Regions from separate parts of the Sus scrofa genome. Here region 2 is linked to region 1. The links are chromatin contacts, called in public HiChIP or PLAC-seq maps. All regions are on one chromosome and are shown on one strand. Each heading gives the region's core, a stretch centred on a gene start, on an enhancer-like site or on the middle of the called end of the contact. The rest is flanking DNA. Distances are from core to core; before and after follow the strand shown. Region 1 has its middle 110 kb from the start of ERRFI1. Region 2 has its middle 11 kb from the start of SLC45A1.

The links. HiChIP or PLAC-seq counts read pairs in DNA pulled down with a chosen protein or histone mark.
Region 2: a contact with region 1 is called in an H3K27ac HiChIP or PLAC-seq map of skeletal muscle. The contact joins two enhancer-like sites. A contact is called at or near these places in 8 of 47 Hi-C or Micro-C datasets (embryonic fibroblasts, fibroblasts, mesenchymal stem cells and 3 more) and 1 of 2 datasets of contacts at active chromatin or transcription factors (skeletal muscle).

What each region holds. Positions count from the first base shown.
Region 1 is chr6:68,787,563-68,793,600 of Sscrofa11.1, reverse strand. No RefSeq gene overlaps it. Among named protein-coding and RNA genes, the nearest start is that of ERRFI1, 110 kb to the right of the region's middle. Within about 2 kb of position 2,675, at least 33 of the 83 cell types and tissues checked have an H3K27ac peak or open chromatin away from gene starts, as enhancers often do. A contact at or near this core is called in retroperitoneal adipose tissue, skeletal muscle and subcutaneous adipose tissue, where this site is marked.
Region 2 is chr6:68,919,971-68,926,008 of Sscrofa11.1, reverse strand. No RefSeq gene overlaps it. Among named protein-coding and RNA genes, the nearest start is that of SLC45A1, 11 kb to the left of the region's middle. Within about 2 kb of position 3,203, at least 32 of the 83 cell types and tissues checked have an H3K27ac peak or open chromatin away from gene starts, as enhancers often do. A contact at or near this core is called in retroperitoneal adipose tissue, skeletal muscle and subcutaneous adipose tissue, where this site is marked.

The sequences.
Region 1 (6,038 bases), core at 1,426-3,925:
TCACAGGTCACATGAAGTCACAGGGGTCATGTGAAGCCTGCTAGCCACACCTGGGTGACTCTCCACACCAGATGTTACCGGAAGATCAAGGTCATGAACCTGAATGTGGAACCTGGGGGAGGGCTGAGACCACAGATAAGCGGCCATCAAAGAGGCCAGCTTAGAGCCACTACAGAAGGAAGCTACATGGACCAAGGGACAACCCCCCCCCCAAAAAAAAATTGTTCTAGAAGGCAGCCTGGTGACTCACATCAAAAGCTTTGAGGAAAGAGGAACTTACACGTCGGAAGAGGCTGCCCATTCATCAGGCGACTCAGATCCTTGGAGCTGTTCTGAGACCAGGGGACTCAGCCGTTTTCCCCATCTTTTGAGCTCCCTCACAAACCCCGCCCCTGTGCTTTTGCGCCTTCGTCAGCTAGAGGTGGTTTGAGAGGCAGCCCCAGATTGGCCACATCAAGGTCCTGAGGGAAAGCATTCTGTGGGAGAATGAGGTTAAGAGACAAAGCAAATATTGCCAGGCAGGATTTGCTTAGCAAGGTGCTGCCCTTTGCAGGTTATGGTTTATTCAGCTTATTGGGGTGGAAGGGGTGTGGGCAGAAATTGATGGTAAATTTCTACTGCAACCCCCAAATCCCAACCTATATGAAAATATTTATTTTGGGAGTTCTCGCTGTGGTGCAGAGGAAACGAATCTGACTAGGAACCATGAGGTTGAGGGTTCAATCCCTGGCCTTGCTCAGTGGGTTAAGGATCTGGGGTTGCCATGAGCTGTGGCGTTATGTCGAAGATACAGCTTGGATCTGGCGTTGCTGTGGCTGTGGTATAGGCTGGCAGCTATAGCGCCGATTAGACCCCTAGCCTGGGAACCTCCATATGCCACGGGTGCGGCCTTAAAAGGACAAAAGACATATATATACATATATTTATTTCAACTTTATCATATTTAAAGAGGGATATATACTCTTTAATTTACTCTAAATGAATTAAATTAGGAAAAGTATGGATTATCAACCAATTTTAAAGTAATGTATTTAGTCAAACAATTTTTTAAAATTAAAAAAAAAATAGTAAAGTAGTTGGAGGTGTGGATTCAATCCCTGGCCCAGGAACTTCCATTTGCCGCAGGTGTGACCATTAAAAAAAATAATAAAAATAGTAAATCAGTATATTTTGTGACCAGTGTAGATTCAAATGTAAATTCAAAGTATGTATTACAACATTAAAAAGAGAGATAAAAACTGGTTCTATGAATTGTTTGGAATTTTTGCCTTTTTTTTTTTTTTTTTTTTTTTTTTTTTTGCTTTTTAGGGCCACACCTGCTGAATATGGAAGTTTCCAGGCTAAAGGTAGAATCAGAGCTACGGCTGCTGGCCTACACCACAGCCACAGCAATGTGAGATCTGAGCCGTGTCTGTGACCTACACCCCAGTTCATGGCAAAGCAGGATCCTTACCCTGCTGAGCAAGGACAGGGATTGAGCCCTCATCTTCACGGATATTATGACAGGTTCTTAACCTGCTGAGCCAAAATGGGAACTCCCAAAAAATTGAGTTTTAATAACTGAGGTTTTTATATTTGGGCAAATCTCACCATTTTGCCTCTAAATGACAAACAGAAGGTTCTGACTATGAGCTGTCAGCGTCGCTCAGCAAAAATGCCACGTGGATATGGGTCATATTTATTCCTAACAAATGACGAGCAAGATAGGGCATTATCATCATTATTTTTAGCTTTTGATTTTGGAAAAATTTAATTTTTCAGCTGATGAAAACAACCAAGAAATCTGAGAAAACTCATATTATGGCCAATTTGTGGAAATTGTTCTCTTTTAGCCTTTATTTTCATCGTCAGTGTTCCTTAAGCTTTCTTTAATCTGAGATGGGTGATGATGGGTATACATTTTTATTTATTTATTTATTTATTTATTGTCTTTTTTTTTTTTTTTTAGGGCCACACACACAGCATATGGAGATTCCCAGGCTAGGGGTCTAGTCGGAGCTGTAGCCGCCGGCCTACACCACAGCTCCAGCCGCAGCAACTCAGGAGCTGAGCCTCATCTGTGATCTGCACCACAGCTCACAGCAACCCAGATCCTTAACCCACTGAGCAAGGCCTGGAATCGAACCCGCAACCTCTGTGTCAGGTTCCTTAACCACTGTGCCACGACGGAACTCTGAGTATACATTTTTAAATGAAAATGACTTCACAGAGTATCGGCTAAAGTCCAGATGGAGGGCCTGGGGCGTTGACACCACTGAGGGCTCAGAAAGAAGGTTAGTCATCGTTTTACTTTAAGAAGATAGAAATGGGCTGGGGGGATGCGCTGGGGGTGTGGGATGGAAATCCTATCAAATTGGATTGTGATGATCACTGTACAACCATAAATGTAATAAATTCATTGAGTAATTAAAAAACATAAAAAGAAACTGAAAATAAAAAGACTGATGATAAGAAAGAGAGAAAGAGAAATGGAAGCAGACAGTCTTCTGTCTTTAAGGACCAGAACCTTGGGGTTCACCTTGGCAACCTCTGTCTCCTCCCAAATTGCTTGCTAGCCCCTTAGATCCCCGAGCCAAGAGGCCACTGCCCAGCTGGCCGACTGTGCCTCCGCCTAAAGCTCAGATGTCCTGAGCAAGAAAAGCCGTCATTTCTGTGACCCGAGCGAGCCATGCAGCCAGGCTGTCCCTCGGCCAGGATGAACTAAGCCTGCTGTCCCAGAGAGCTGGGAAGACGGCAGCTGTGGAAACACACGGTCCTGTGTTTCAAAATGCAAATGACCACATTGCCCTGACCTCGAGTGTCCTCAGAAACATTCCCTACCCACGATGATAAATCCTGCTCTCGGAATGTGGTAAATTGAGAAATGCAACACAAATACCCCAGCGGGATAGCCTTCCTTCTGGCCTTTCATGGTATTGTTTATGCAGCTAGATTTTTAGAAAATGCATTCCTTTAAGTTGGAGGGTTTCGGGCCATTTTTTTTTTTTCTTTCTTTCTTTCTTTTTTTTCCTGAAGCCCAGAAACTAAATGTTTTCATCAGAGGAAGCTGATCATGGTCCTCTGGCTTCACAGAGAGAGAAAGTGGATAATGTTGGGTTTCGTTTGCCCGGTAACCATTCTCCCATCCCAGTGGCACCTGAATTTCCTTTGATGGAATTGCCTCTTTCCCTTAGGGCAATCTGAGGGGACCGGAAATCCTGGCATGTGCCTCCCACTGGCCCTGTGGAACGGGTGGTGCTTCCAGCTCCCGGAACCATATCATTTCCATTTGCGACCCCAGTGCCACCACCGCACACCCCTTCTAATGTCCCTTCTTTTTTTAATTTTATTGGAGTATAGTGGACATACTGTTGTGTTGGTTTCAGGTGCACGGCAGACTGAATCAGTTCTAAGGCATTCTTTTTCACTTAAACTAGATGCTAACTAGTGATCCCAGCATACACCAGAAGAGAGCACCTCTATCTGCTCCCATCAGCTCCCGGGGCAGACCCTTGTTTTATCTCAAATATACCTTCTGTCAAAACATGTGTTGGTCTATCAGAAGTCAGTGAGAGTTAGTTACTCAGACTTCCTGGAACTCTGGTCCAGAGATGCACCCTCAGAGATTCACCATTCTTTTTTTTTTTTTTTTTTTTTTTTTTTTTTTGGCTTTTCAGGGCCACACTCATGGCATATGGAAGTTCCCAGGCTAGGGGTCAAATCAGAGCTGCAGCTGCTGGCCTACACCCCAGTCACAGCAACTCCAGTTCTGAGCCACACCTGTGACCTATACCACAGCTCAGGGCAGCACCAGATCCTTAACCCACCAAGCAAGGCCAGGGATCAAACCCATGTCCTCACGGATGCTAGTCGGGTTTGTTACCGCTGAGCCCCAACGGGAACTGCCCTGATCCACAGTTCTTTATCAAAGTGTTTTATATTACCATGATTGTATTATGATCAGTGAGGATATTTTTATTGAAGTGTAGTTTATTGCCAAAGTTTGGGTTTTTTTTGTTTGTTTGTTTTTTTTTTTTTTTTAGACGTGCGCCTGTGGCATATTGAGGTCCAATCGGAGCTGTAGCCGCCAGCCTACACCACAGCCACAGCAACGCGGGGTCCAAGCCGCATCTGCGACCTACACCACAGCTCACAGCAACGCCGGATCCTTAACCCACCAGGCAAGACCAGGGATCGAACCTACGTCCTCATGGATAGTAGTCAGATTCGTTTCTGCTGAGTGACGATGGGAACTCCTGCCAAAGTATTTTCACTGTTTCCTTTTCAAGGAAAATCTTCAAAGGATTAATATGAGCTTCTTACATTGGGATCATGGGTCTCACACCCAACTCTGTACCAAGTGTTCTCGTTAAAACTCCTGGGTCAACAGTTGCTGCGGAATAGACCTTCCAGAACGCCGGGAATCTGGATGCAGAATTGGAGTTCAGGGAAACCCAGGCATCAACTCCAATTTCTCTTCCCCAGTGAGAAGGGACCTTGCTAAAACTGAGTTTGGCTCAAGCAACAGGAGAGTCCAATGCTGATAAACACTCTCTTGAACACAAGCATGATGGCTAGAGTAAGTTCTTCTTAAATTAGAATAACAAGCCCAGAGTATGAAAGTTCGAGGGCAGAGAGAAAATCACAGGAGTTCCCTGGTGGCCTAGTGGTTAAGGACTCTGCCTTGTCACTGCTTTGGCTCAGTTGCTACTGTGACTCGGGTTCAATCCCTGGCCCAGGAACTTCTGAAGCATGGGCGTGGCCCAAAGAAAATCAGAGACGGCATTGATGGGCCACTTTGAGTCCATGAGGCTGTCCACTTTGGTCCCTGGAGAGTTACTCTGAGATGTATTGTATCTGTGTGTCCCCCTGGTGAAGGAGGGGACACCCTACTTCCTATAAGCTTGAGTTGCCTTGCTTCAAAAAACAGGGAATCCAACCTAATCTTAGAATGAAGGTGTGTGGGTGGGCTCTTCCCACTAGATATTATTCCAACTGACACACAACAGCTGGTGTCAAAAATCAAATTGGCATCATTGTGCTTCCAATACTCAGCAAGTTGAAAGGAGGCACAGTGAACTCATATGGCCAAGATGGAGACAGACCAGCCCTTGGTGTGAGGCCTGGAGTGGTTGAAGGAATCACAGCCATGGCATTGACCCTGATCCCCAAATGAGACCCTTCAGGCTCTGTGAGGACGCAAAGGAAGCTGACCTAGGGCAGGAGAGCCCCTGGCTTTCCCAGCTTCTCCCACCCATATCAGCCTGAGATGTGGGGATAGCTCAGGATCCCCAAGGGAGGAAAAAACCTAGGGAACCTCAAGTATTCTTGTCTGAATCTTATCAAGCTTCCAGAGCTCACTGCCGCTATGCCAGGGGGACAGAATCAGCCAGGTTCAAAATGTGGGGAATTTCTACAGGACAGAAAACCCAGGTTCTCCAACATAGAAACACTCTGGAGAAAAGGAGTTCCCATTGTGGCTCAGTGGAAAAGAATCTGACGAGTCTCCACAAGGACCCGGGGGACGAGTCTAGATTAAAAGAGACATAAACGGCCTCTCCACACTCAAATGTAACATGTGGATCTTATTTGGGCCCCAGTTTGAACAAACCAATGGTACAATATCCCATCGCTGAGGCCCCGGGGGAAGTTTGCATATGGACTGGAAATCCGATGATTGCTGTGGTTTGTCCCAGACCAATTTGGCCAAGTGGAGCTGGATTCCCCGGAAACCTTTTCCCAGGGTAGTTGTAGGCTGGAGGAGGCCATTCGAGAGGAATTCTCACAGGACTTGGGAGGTGGAGGTAGACAGGTGTTACTCTCCAAGGTGGCTGTGACTTGACGCAGGACAGACAGACACAGAGATCCGAGGATTCCAGCTTGTCCTCCTCCTCCTCTGTCTCCACCCAGCCCTTCTCCCTGACCACCAACTCTCTGACCAACAGTGGCCCTGAGCCACTCCCCCGATGCTTGGCCGTGGTCCCCTCATTGAAGGGGGTGTGTTGATTGTGTGAGGCTGATAATGGGGTTGCACTTCAGTTGGAAAAAAGAGAAAAAGT
Region 2 (6,038 bases), core at 1,954-4,453, 130 kb before region 1:
CCCAGGGGCGGTCCCATAGTCCAAAACGATCTGTCCTGTGCAGCACGGATGCACCGACCCTTCCTAAATAGCTACTGAAAGTGTCTGTGGCCATTTCCCGCATCGGGAAATCTAAACTTCCTGCCTCGTTTTCTGGGCCCTTCATCAGGGACTTCCCTCTGTCCACTTGGATGCATTTTCTCCTCATCTGGCACAATCTGCTCCCAGAACCCCAGGTCCACACCTGTCTGGGACTGTTCTCTGCTTCTGCCTGAATTTCTGCCTTTCCCAGTGAGGTACTGGCATCAAATCCTACTGATTCTTGAAGTCTTGCCTTATTTTTCTAACCCTCCTCTGTCTCCTCTGAACTTGCTTGTCTATGCCACATAGTCTGGCTCCTAACCATCCAGGAGCTACGCTGTTCAATATTGTGTCATTTAGGTTTGTCTTTTGTCCCTAAATAAGCCTGTCAGCCGCCAGGATACTTAGCACATTTTCAGGTCTCAGTCAATTCTCCCCACTTTTTCCCTGGTACGGTTTGATTTGGAGCATCTCCAACTTTTTTTTTTTTTCTCTTCTTGGGCTGCACCTGCAACATATGGAGGTTCCCAGGCTAGGGGTCTCAGCAGAGCTAAAGCCGCCTACCTACACCAGAGCCACAGTCACCCGGGATCCGAGCCGCGTCTGCAACCTACACCACAGCTCACGGTGATGCCGGATCCTTCACCCACTGAGCGAGGCCAGGGATCGAACCTGCAACTTCATGGTTCCTAGTTGGATTCATTCACCACTGAGCCACAGTGGGAACTCCTCAAACTTTTTTTAAACTCAGTGAGTTGTATGACATTAATAGTTGTGCAATGATCATCACAACTCAATTTTGCAGTTTTTCCATCCCATGCCCCCAGCCCATCCTCCACCCCACCCTGTCTCCTTGGAAACCAGACGTTTTTCAAAGTCTGTGAGGCGGTATCTGTTCTGCAAAGACATTCGTTGTGTCCTTTTTTAGAGTCCACTTGTCAGTGACAGTGTATGACGTTGGCGTCTCGCTGACTGACCTTACTTAGCATGGTAATTTCTAGGTCCATCCATGTTGCTGTGAATGCTGCTCTTTCTTTCTCCTTGTTCTGGCTTCAGAAAGTCTCACGCCTCGCCTTACGAGGACTTGCCTCTGCATTTCATTTCTGCCTGCACATGGTGGCTGGCCAGGGATAGGAGCCCCTTTGGGTCCCTGTGCCATCTTTGGGCCTTGATGTTTTTCTTGTCATAGGGTGGCCTGAAATAACCCCCAGGGAACAGAGGCAGGGCTTCTTTCTTCTTTTCTTTTGTTCTCGTGGGTGTTTCTCACGCCTTGGTGTAGCTAAAGACCAATTGAGGTGCTTTTAAAAATGCTTATTATTGGAGTTCCCACAGCAGCACAGTGGGTTAAGAACACTACATAGTGTCTGTGAGGATGCCGGTTCGATCCCTGGCCTCGTTCAGTGGGTTAAAGATCTGGCGTTGCTGCAAACTGCGGCATAGTTTGCAGAGGTGGCTGGGATCCATTGCTGTGGCTGTGGCATAGGCCCGAAGCTGCAGCTCTGATTTGACCCCAAGCCCTGGGAGCTTCCATATGCCACAGGTTCGGCTGTAAAAGCGGGGGTGGAATCTCACTGCACTGGCTCAGATTGCTGTGGAGGCTTGGGTCAATCCCTGGCCCAATTCAGTGGGGTCAAAGGATCTGGAGTTGCTGCAGCTGTGACTTGGGTCCAAGCTGCAGCTCGGATCCAACCCCTGGCTCAGGGGCTTCCATGTGCCATGAGTGCAGCCATAAAAAAAAAAAAAAAAATTCTGGGAGTTCCCTTCATGGCTCAGTGGTTAATGATCCCGACTAGGAGCCATGAGGTTGCCAGTTTGATCCCTGGCCTCCCTCAGTGGGTGAAGGATCTGGCCTTGCTATGAGCTGTGGTGTAGGTCGCAGACATGGCTCGGATCCCGCATGGCTGTAGCTGTGGTGTAGGCTGGCAGCTGTAGCTCCGCTTCGACCCCTAGCCTGGGAACTTCCAAATGCAGCAAGTGTGGCTCTAAAAAGCCAAAAAAAAAAAAAAAAAAAAAGGCTTGCTATTTTTCTCCCAGAGATTCTGATTCCATACCTCTGGGGGGACTAGTTTAACAAATATCCCGGTGCTTCTGGGCAGACAGAACCGAAACCGCGCTTTGAGAAACCAAGCTCCCGGGAGTTTTGGATGGTGAGGGTTAGGGTTTGTCGCTTGTGTCTTTTTAGTTTTAAATGAAATTGCCGAACCCTGTTGCCTTTCAGGTTTCTCTCAAAGATCATCAAAGCTTGATCAGACCTGAAACAACCACCTTTGGGCTCAGAGACCCTCCCTACAGAAGTGCGTTAAAAACTTACGTCTGAGGTCTGCACAGGCTCCTAAATATTCTTGACATTTCCTTCCCGTGACTGCGGGAGCTATCAAATCCCACCCACATAAGAGTGGAGTGGGTGAGTAGCTGGGGACAAATGAGGAGTCTGGGCTTAGCACACATACACTACTCTCTGTGCAACAGGCAAACGACAAGTACCTACCACAGAACAAGGAAACTCTAGTTCATACCGTGTACTAACCTGTCGTGGAAAAAAGCGCCCCGATCCCTTTGCTGTACACTGGAAACTAACACGACATTGGACATGAACTCTACGTTGATAGGAGTTCCGTCGTGGCTCAGTGGACATGAATCTGACTAGCATCTGTGAGGACACAGGTTTGATCCCTGGCCTGGTTCAGTGGGTTAAGGATCCGGCATTGCTGTGAGCTGTAGTTAGGTCGCAGATGTGGCTCAGATCCCGAGTTGCTGTGGCTCTGGTGTAGGCCGGTGGCTATATTTCTGCTTGGACCCCTAGCCTGGGAACCTCCATAAACCACAGGAGTGGCCCTAAAAAGACAAAGAACAAACAAACAAAAATCCCCCAAACCACAACAACCACCTATACTTCAATAAAAAAGAAAAAGCTTGGAGCTATAAGATTAGGGTCCTAGTTCTTTAACCACGATCACCTCAACCAGTATGGGTTAAAAATGTTAAAATGTGGCTCTGACTCCAGCCCCTGGCATTTAGCAGTTTGCTTTCCTGAGACAATGCCTTCTGGTTTAGCTCATGTTTCAAACTAGCACTAAGCTATCAAAACAGCTCAAGAGAAAGGAATGCTTAAATGCTGGTCTTAATTTTCTAGCCAGAAGCGTAGAGGGGAAAAGGGTATGTGTGTGTCATTTGTATACGCAAAGACAGGGTCTGGAATGATCTACCCTGAACTGCAGTCCTGTCCACCCCTGGGGCAGTGGTAGTGGGGTGGGGCAGGTGACACTGACCTTTCTCTTCAGCCACTGCTGCCCTTTTTTTTTTTTTTTTTGGGGGGGGGTTACAATGAGCTTGTGCTCCTTTTGAAATAAAAATAAAGTCCTAAGCAAAAAAAACCCCAGCACCGTCTGTTAAAACATCCCACTCCGCCTTCTTTCTGTGGGACAATGGGGAGTGAAACACAGTGTCTTTTCTCTTGTTCAGAAAATTCCTGGGACATTCTAATATCCAGCTGTGATTTAGAACCACGTCCCCAGACTTCTTGTGACTAAAGAAAGATCTTCCAAGTCATTACGAGCTTGGAAGGATCCTATTCAATCGTTCGTGTGCTCCAGGAAAGGAACTCCTTCAATAATTTATAGGGCAGTAGCATTGAAAGATTTCTGGGTAACTCGGGGCTCTCCATTCTAATTTTTACACCGTTTAAAGTATTGTTTCCTGACTTCTCATTTTCCCAACACCATCAGTCAGGTGCTGTTGAACTTGAGCCCAGCAGAAGTTACAGCTCTCCAGACTTCGCTGACTGTAGCACTGGATCCGCAGTCGGGGTTTGGATGCCAAGGGCTTTGTCTTCATTTAAACTTGACCATCAAGGGCGTGCTGGGACCCTCCCACCTCCACAAATCTCCACTCTGCCCTCTCACCATGATGGGCCCCTGTTTGTGAGTCATTTGGTATCAATTAAAGGGCTTTGCTTTCTCCCTCAATGAACCTGCCTCTTCTAGCGCATTCATCCCGACTGTATTTTCGGCTCCACTTGGGTCCAACATTTTGGCCTCCAGTAGACACCTCATTATTTACCCAGCTTGAATTGGGACTTGTTTTCTGTTTCTTGGAAGCCTCCCCTGTAATCCTTTCTCTGATGAAAACAGTGGCTCCTGCTGAGTGAAATTCCGCTAATGGCCTCAACATAGCCCGTGTTGTTCTAGTTTGTAAAGAGATTTTTTTTTTTTTTTAACTCCATTTAACTCATTTTTCATCGCAGCTCTGTGGATCAGCCTTAGCCGTTCAGGAGGCACCTGGGCAGCAGAAGTTGTCTTTTTCAAATAAAATTAGATTCTTTCCTTGAGGGCCAACATTTTGGAAGCAGCCAACGCAGGGCCCTGGAGGTCTGTCCCTGGTCAGCTAGAGGATGGAGGTGTCCCGCCCAGCGAGGGACCCCGCTCGGGTCTCAAAGTGGCCAAGACTGTCCGTGCTGGGGTCTCACCAGTGAGCCTGGGCTGCCTCCTGCTGCATCTTCTCCAAAATACCCCTGGAGAAGTTTGTAAAGCAAGCAATTTGCTGTCTCCTTTGTGGACCGAGAAAATTCCAGAGGCTGGTGAGAAAGGCCTGTGAAGGTGGCAAGGCCTTTTGCTAAACACTCTCAAGACCTGAGGTGAAAGCTTTTAGGGCGGGAGAGCAGAGAGGATTCTTTGTGATGGAAACAACTGGAATTGGCCTCTCTAGGGAATTCTGGTGGTGTCTTCACTCCAAGAGCTTGTTATAAGAATCCTTTCCTGGGAAATAAACAGTGTTGGAGGTTGTTTGTTGAAAAACTGAGAACTGAAAGTTTGGGGTCCTGTTTTTCAAGAGGTGTAATGTATCAGATTTAACATTTAAAATGGCTTTAAAATCTTACTTCCAGGTCTGTTTTTCATTGTATTTCCCCCACGACCAAGGGCTTGGGGGCTTGCGGACAGCTCAGCTTATGTATCCCAAAGTCCCAAGTGGGCCGATTCTGCAAGATGATGTCACCCAGCCCCAGCACCTCAAAAAACGAGGAAACCAGGCCTGGAGAGAAGTAACCTGCCCAAGGTCCCTGGGCTTTTCAATAGCAAGGCTGGAAGTTCCCATTGCGGCTCAGCCAGGAAAGAACGCGAAGGAGTCTCTGAGGATGTAGGTTTGATCCCCAGCCTCACACAGCGGGTTATGGATTTGGCATGGCCACAAGATGCGGCGTCAGTCGAAGATGTAGCTTGGATCTGATGTGGCCATGACTGTGGCAAAGACCTGCAGCCTCAGCTCCAATTGGACCCCCAGCCTGGGAATTTCCATATGCCGCAGGAGACCATGGGGAAAAAAAAAAAAAGCGAGGCCAGCAGAAGATCTCCGAATAATCTTCTCCCTCTAGAACCCCTTATCTGTTCCTTGATGGCAATGATTTTCAGATTCTCAACCCAAACAGACCCAAGGTGCCTCGTTCTCCTGCTGACGTCCGCAGATAATGAGACTAATTTTGATCCGTCAGGGTAATAGTCTAGTTCTACTATAGAGGAGGAATAAAACATATGGCCATTTCCTCAACCAGAAAGGCCCTTCGTCACTGTCTCCTAGAGGTTTCCCCTACCCCATCCCTGTGACCATCTGGGTGTCCCTGGGACAAGGTCCCTCTCTTGGAGCCTCTCCCCTGAAGCTCCCAGCCCTACAGTCCCTGCCCTGAGCTCACCTCTTTAGGGCAAAACCAGAGCTCAGAAGATTTTGTGCTTTGCTGCTTCTCTGATTAAAAGTTTTCTCCCTGGAGTTCCTGTCGTGGCTCAGCAATAATGAATCCGACTAGGAACCAGGAGGACGCAGGTTCAATCCCTGGCCTTGCTCCGTGGGTTAAGGATCTGGCGTTGCTGTGAGCTGTGGTGTAGGTTGCAGATGCAGCTTGAATCTTGAGTTGCTGTGGCTGTGGTGTAGGCTGGCAGCTGCACTTCCGATTCAACCCCTAACCTGGGAACCTCCGTATGCTGCAGGTT